2 separate regions of the Mus musculus genome follow, and region 1 is linked to region 2. A link is a contact called in public Hi-C data. All regions are on one chromosome and are shown on one strand. Each heading gives the region's core, a stretch centred on a gene start, on an enhancer-like site or on the middle of the called end of the contact. The rest is flanking DNA. Distances are from core to core; before and after follow the strand shown.

Evidence for each region. A called contact is a pair of places that touch in the nucleus more often than the background predicts.
Region 1: a Hi-C map of cerebellum shows a contact between it and region 2, with 1.9 times the contacts expected there. The contact joins the enhancer-like site here to the promoter of 1700110K17Rik in region 2. A contact is called at or near these places in 5 of 39 promoter capture datasets (embryonic stem cells, hippocampal neurons, liver and 1 more), 3 of 484 Hi-C or Micro-C datasets (brain, cerebellum and cortical neurons), 1 of 115 datasets of contacts at active chromatin or transcription factors (embryonic stem cells) and 3 of 9 other capture datasets (adipose tissue, liver and macrophages).

What each region holds. Positions count from the first base shown.
Region 1 is chr9:40,536,091-40,539,192 of GRCm38.p6, reverse strand. No RefSeq gene overlaps it. Among named protein-coding and RNA genes, the nearest start is that of Gm35177, 9.7 kb to the left of the region's middle. Within about 2 kb of position 1,287, at least 41 of the 459 cell types and tissues checked have an H3K27ac peak or open chromatin away from gene starts, as enhancers often do. A contact at or near this core is called in cerebellum and cortical neurons, where this site is marked.
Region 2 is chr9:40,332,189-40,335,051 of GRCm38.p6, reverse strand. 1700110K17Rik (RIKEN cDNA 1700110K17 gene) reads right to left here and starts at 1,580. Exons shown (of 3, transcript NR_040728.1): 1 at 1,465-1,580. Gramd1b (GRAM domain containing 1B) reads left to right here. Exons shown (of 20, transcript NM_172768.2): 3 at 1,397-1,607.

The DNA of each region.
Region 1 (3,102 bases), core at 38-2,537, 200 kb before region 2:
TTAGAAATGTAGTTTCTGAGGAGTGAGTACATGGACTGAGCCATCTTTCTAGCCCCAACCTGATGTCTTTTAGATCTTGTCTTTCTTTTAGTCTGGAGGAAATGGGAGCCAGGGAAAGACATTTATAGCAGGGCAAATAGCTTTTAAAACACCTGCTCCCCTCAGTAGCTGCGGCCCAGTAGATCTGGAGCCAGACTTGGGTTGAGGCCTGATCTGTTTGTGCTGGGACATGCTTCATAGGGCAAAACTTAGTTGAGCTAAACTACCTGACACCCTCTATGATCTCATTACTTTCTTGCTTTGTATTGTTCAAAAGATGAGAGTCAAGGAAGGCTTACCCCAGGCCTGAGGTGTGTGCAGCTCAGAGGCACAGCCCTGCCCACGAAGGCCTAACCCTAAATAAGGTTTGAAAGACCCTGTGCTGGCTCAGCTGACAGACTGCGATGTCAGCACAGGATCCTTCTCAGAGCTCCGGAATCTTAGTACGGGCCATGCTGAGTGAGAAGGGAGCCTAGAGTTTCCAGGAACAGAGAATTTGACACGGAAAACCCCTGGAGGTGGTCTCAATGTCAAGTCAGTGGTGGACAGGCTTCGGAAATGAGAGCTCAGAGTATTAAATCGCCTCTTAGGGTTCTCTCCCAATTCTCTTCCTAGGGAAATGCCCAGCTGAGGCGTCTTTTGCTTTAAACAATACGGAAGGGACCCCACAGGCCCCACTCAACCTAACTCTCCCAGGTTGAGGTAGACATGGGGCCTAAAGGAGTGAATTAGCTTCAAACTGAATAGCACTCTCCGGACAGAACAGTGAGCCTGCAGGGCTCTGGGCTTATATTTATCCACTGCCTTGGGCAGTATCTTTTTCCACCGCCTACTTTGTCTCTATTTCTTCAACAATGGGCCATGACACACAGTAGGAAAAGAGAAGAGAACAGAAGCCATCCCCATCCTCCTGAGGTGATGTGTCCCTTTCTGACCTGGCTTCTGATAGGGATGGATTTTTTTTTGTGACAAGCACACAGTCTTCTATGCTCAGAGCCAGAGAAACTGCTCCCAATTGGATTAACAGGCATGGTTCATGGGACTGACTCCTATTTCCCTCACTTTGAAAGCAGGATGTGTAAAGCACAAAAAGCTGGTGATACAGGCTTGATGGGAGCTTCCAGGAGGAGGGGGAAGGGAAGAGAAGTCCCCTACTTGGCAAGAGGGATAGAGCAGTCCTGCTGCCCCTCCCCCAGCCAATCTGGCCTTCCTTTGTGCAGGGCTGACAAGGGGCAGCTGGTGATGCTGGCAGCGAGGTGGGTAGAGGGAAAGAGCCAAGTGCCTGGGCAAGGTCCAGTTTCAGAGTGTGGACAGTCCTGGAGGATTCCTCCGTCAGATATGGGCACTGACTCAGAGAGCCTCTATGGTCAATTCTGGAAGGTGCTTCAAGGACCTTCCTTATTATTTATTTGGTAGAGGCATGTGTGTGTGTGTGTGTGTGTGTGTGTGTGTGTGTGTGTGAGAGAGAGAGAGAGAGAGAGAGAGAGAGAGAGAGAGAGAGAGAGAGAGAGAGAGAGAGAGAAAGAGATCATGAGTGTACTGATAGCCTGGCAAGCTTTGAGTAGCACTTCTGTTGGGAGACTACCTAAGTTTAAACCGCAGCTCTGCCCACATTAACTCTATCACATTGGACAAATGACATCACCTCTCTGAGCCTCATTGCCTCACATACAAAACGCAGGTGACAACTACCTAGTGTGACTTGTGCTTAAGTAAGTAAATCAGACACAAAGCACTTCCAGTGGTACCCGAGTTCCTGAGTGTTGGCTTGAGTGTGTGCTCTTGCTACTGTCATTCTTTTAACCTTACTATGTTTTTCTGCACAAGCTAAACAGAACCCTTGAGCAAACCTTTGAGAGAGTCAGTATAGGAAAAATTTAGTTTTTGGAAATCCCCCCAGATGGCTGGAAACCCCATGAGTTCTTGGGATTTCTTCAGCTCTGAACTTTCAGGTGATTGGCTTGGCATGGTAATTTTCCAGGGACATCCCCTCCAGAGTGATGTATCTTCTAACTCTTGAGAGTACCATGAATATACAATCCAAAAATTGCCTATTTGCTACTGATGGGTTGATACAATGAGCACTGGATCCAAGACACAACTTACTTTCTAGAGATCACATCAAGGTGGTTTGTGCCTCAGTTTCTTCATGTAAAAGACAGAAGTGTTCACTCCTTTTCCAAGATTGTTGGCTAATGAGCATGTGTGTGACGTGCTGAGTGTGAAATGGCAGGGTCACTGGGAGAATTATTGTCACGTAGTAGAGATCCTGTTGCCATATCTTATACTTACTGTGTAGCTCTGAGCAAACTACCTAACCTTTGCTAAGACTCCAAATTCTCTCCTGTAATGTGGCAATAAGTAAGCTCATCTCACAGGATTGATGTAAAGATTACAAAAAAATCTTGTGTTAGTAACACTTTGTACAACATATTATATATTATGATCATTAATAAGGTTGAGGTAGACAAGATGGCTCATCAGGTAAAGGCATTTGCTGCCAAGCTTGCTGCCCTGAGCTCAATGTCCGAGCCTTAGGCAAATCCTCCTCTTACCTTTACTTGTATGCCATGTTTATGCAACATGAGGGTAGGCAAATACACACACACACACACACACACACACACACACACACACACACACACACACCTGCTTCTACAAAATAAATATAATAAAAAAAGAAAAGTAGGTGTTTTATTCACCTCCATGCCAGCCCCCTAAGATAAACACATGCAACTGGATCCACAATACAGATGTTTCAGAACAGGGCTTCAGAAATTCCTCCAGTTGCAGAAGTTGAGTAGTTTTATCCTATCTTCAGTTCAGTTATGCCGATGTCACAAATTCCTTGTTATATCTTTCCTGGGGAAATAACAAAGCTTTAGTTTTTCTCTCTTTATTTTATTCTTCTGGCTTTTTCCTTTATTAGCTTGGTCTCTCTCCAAATCCCATAGGAAAAGGAAATAGCCTGGTTGGAGTTGTCTGTCGCTGCCTTTAGGGTTCTTGCCTCCTGCAGCCAGCCCTGTTCTTATCCACTGGATACCAGAGGCCTCAGGGAAAGGG
Region 2 (2,863 bases), core at 331-2,830:
GAGGTCATGTGCAGAGCTCCCGGCCCCACTCCATACAGATTCACACTCTACCTCTTCCCCCTCCCCAATGATACTGGATGGGCTGCTGGATGCTCTCTCTGTATTGAGTTTATCCAGGCGGTAGGGCATGGTACTCTTTACAAATGTCTCCATGGAGCATCTGAGGTTACAGCTAGATCTTCATGTAAATGTCACTGTCCCGAGGCAAGGCCAGAATGTGGTATGGCACAAAGGCTTCCTGAGTTAGTCTGGCTCCTGAGCAGGTGGGCAGGATCCTGCCCCTCCTGTCACCTTGGTCTGGGGCCATGTAATCTCCCAGGATGTCCCTTCCCATTTCCACTGTCTCTTTCTGAGGATTCTTCCCTCCCTGCCCAGCTCTTTGATTTCTCTGTTCTCTGAAAACAGAACAAACTGAGTTCATTCTTTCCTCTCCACCCTTTTCTCTTCACCTCTTCTATTCTATTGAAAACACAAGCTAAGTTTCGGTCTTTACTGTATTAACAGATTGAATGCCTCGGTATAACTGGATTTAGTGCCATGGGAAGTACAAGGAACTTTTTAGAGGTGAATTTTGGGTAGGAGGTATGAGAACAACCCCCCCCCCCCCCCGTAGACCAGCAACATAACTTACCAGGCTGCTATGAGTGACTTACATCTGTAGCAAACTCTGAGGCTAGCCCTGGGTCACTTTCTCCTCTCTATCTGGCATTTAGCTTCATCTTTTAAATGAAATGGAAGGATAGTGGCCGTTATTAACTCAACTGAATGTCCTGGCACATGGTACCTGTGCCAGCGAGATGGCCAAGCCAGTGTGGCCTGAGTTCATTCTGCAGGACTCACACTGTGGAAGGAGGAAACAGACTCTGGCAAGTTGCCCTCTGACATCCACAGGCATGCCCATGGTACATGCATGCCTGCACACATACATGCAAGATAAAATAACGTCGTAATTTGTAAAAGACATGCCTATGAAATAATATATATGTGAATGCTTTGAAAAGCGGAGTTGTTGTCACTATGGGCAAGTGTTGAAACAAAGCATGTATAAAATGAACTGGTGGCATTGAGAGATTCTTTCAGGGTCTAAATCATCTTCCCTAATAGCTTTCTACATGTAGTTAAAGCTCAAACAGGATTGGATGGGTGAATATTTAAATACTTGACTGCTTGTTTCTAGTCCCAGTTCCCTTTTCACACCGGCACTACTGCCCCCTGCTGGTCAGTAGCAGCATTACAGTGCAGCAAGTCCCTAGCTGGGTTGTCTCCTCAGCCTGTTGCCTGGGCTCCCTGAGCTGGCTCCTTTGCATGGGTCTGTGGCCGACCGTCACTCACAGCCTTCCTTCCTTCCTTCCTCTTCCCTCTCCATCTCATTCCCCGTCTCCATCTGCCCCTGCAGCACTGCCAGTAACTCCAACCGCAGCACGCCAGCCTGCTCTCCCATCCTCCGGAAGCGGTCCCGCTCACCAACACCACAGAACCAGGACGGAGACACCATGGTGGAGAAGGGCTCAGATCACTCCTCGGACAAGTCCCCGTCCACCCCGGAGCAGGGTGTGCAACGCAGTTGCTCCTCACAGTCTGGTCGGAGCGGTGGTAAAAATTCCAAGGTGAGCAGACGATGCTGGGGACTTGGCAGCCTTTGTTAGCTGGTCGCAGGAAGCTACTGGGTACTCATGTGACCGAACAGCCCCGTGTCTATGTGATGAAGTCAGGACAGGTCAGCGTCAGCAGGGGAGACTCTTGATGAATTGATTCCTGGTTAATCATTCAGGGAGGGTCCCGAGTCATGCGCCCCTTCTCCACCCCGCTCCCCATCTCTCGGTAAGCATCTAAGGAACTTCAAGACCCTTGAGATATGGAGGAAGCTCTGGTGAGCAGGAGGTGTCGCCTTTATAATCCTTCGTTAAATTTGGCCCTTTGAACTGGCAAAGGAACGTTATTTGGGACAAGTGTATTGCCAGGAAGAGCGAGTTCAGGGAAGCTTCCGGAGGGCTATTTTTAACCTCCTCCTTGGCCATCACCCCGCCTTACCTTTGTCCCAGCCCATGCCCTACTCATCTTGCAGAGAGGATAGTCACAGGACTTTTCCTTCCCTCTCAAGCTTGTCTTGGGCTCCTGATCCAAGGATTAGCATAGAGGCCTCCCTCACATGGTTAAGGTTCCCCAGAGTTCTCCTTCGATCCCCAGGCCTCTGGCAATCAAGAGGTGCCTCTACTCAGGTGCTCCTAAACCAACGGGAGTCGCAGGGCTTGAGAAAGGGGACCCCTCGGGAGGCTTGGGAGAAACCCCACTTGAACTTGTCTTTTGATTTCTTGTTCTTCCTCTTCTCCCCACTGTTTTCCAAACACCTTTGCATGCATGGTCTTAGTCTCACAAGCGCCTCTCAAAAGTAAGCCATCTTTTGTCTCTGTCTTTTAATCTCCCCTCTAGTATTGAATTGTCTGTAGTGCTCAGCATCCCTCCTTCTACCCCTGCCAATTCTGCCCATATGTCCTGCTTGGTCCCTTTCCCAGAAGGGCTGAACCCACTGTTCCCCACCCCCACCCCTTGGCAGGCTGGCTTGGAAGTCACTGAGGGACCACGCCCACTGCACCTGACAACAGAGAAAAGACTCCACCTCCCACCCCACTCCACCTGCACCCCATCCCCTTCCCGAGTCTGCCTGCTTCTCAAACACTACCACTAGTGGGAATGTGTCTCCCTCCTTGCGTGGCACTTTGTAAAACGCAGAGTCCTGCAGGAGGTAGTTCCGTCCCTGTGGGCGTGGAGCCTCCACTCAGTCACTCTGTTGTTTCATGTGACCCTTGGATGGGTAACGGTGGCCTCCCTGGCAGAAGTGAGGAAAGACCTTGATGAGATCTGC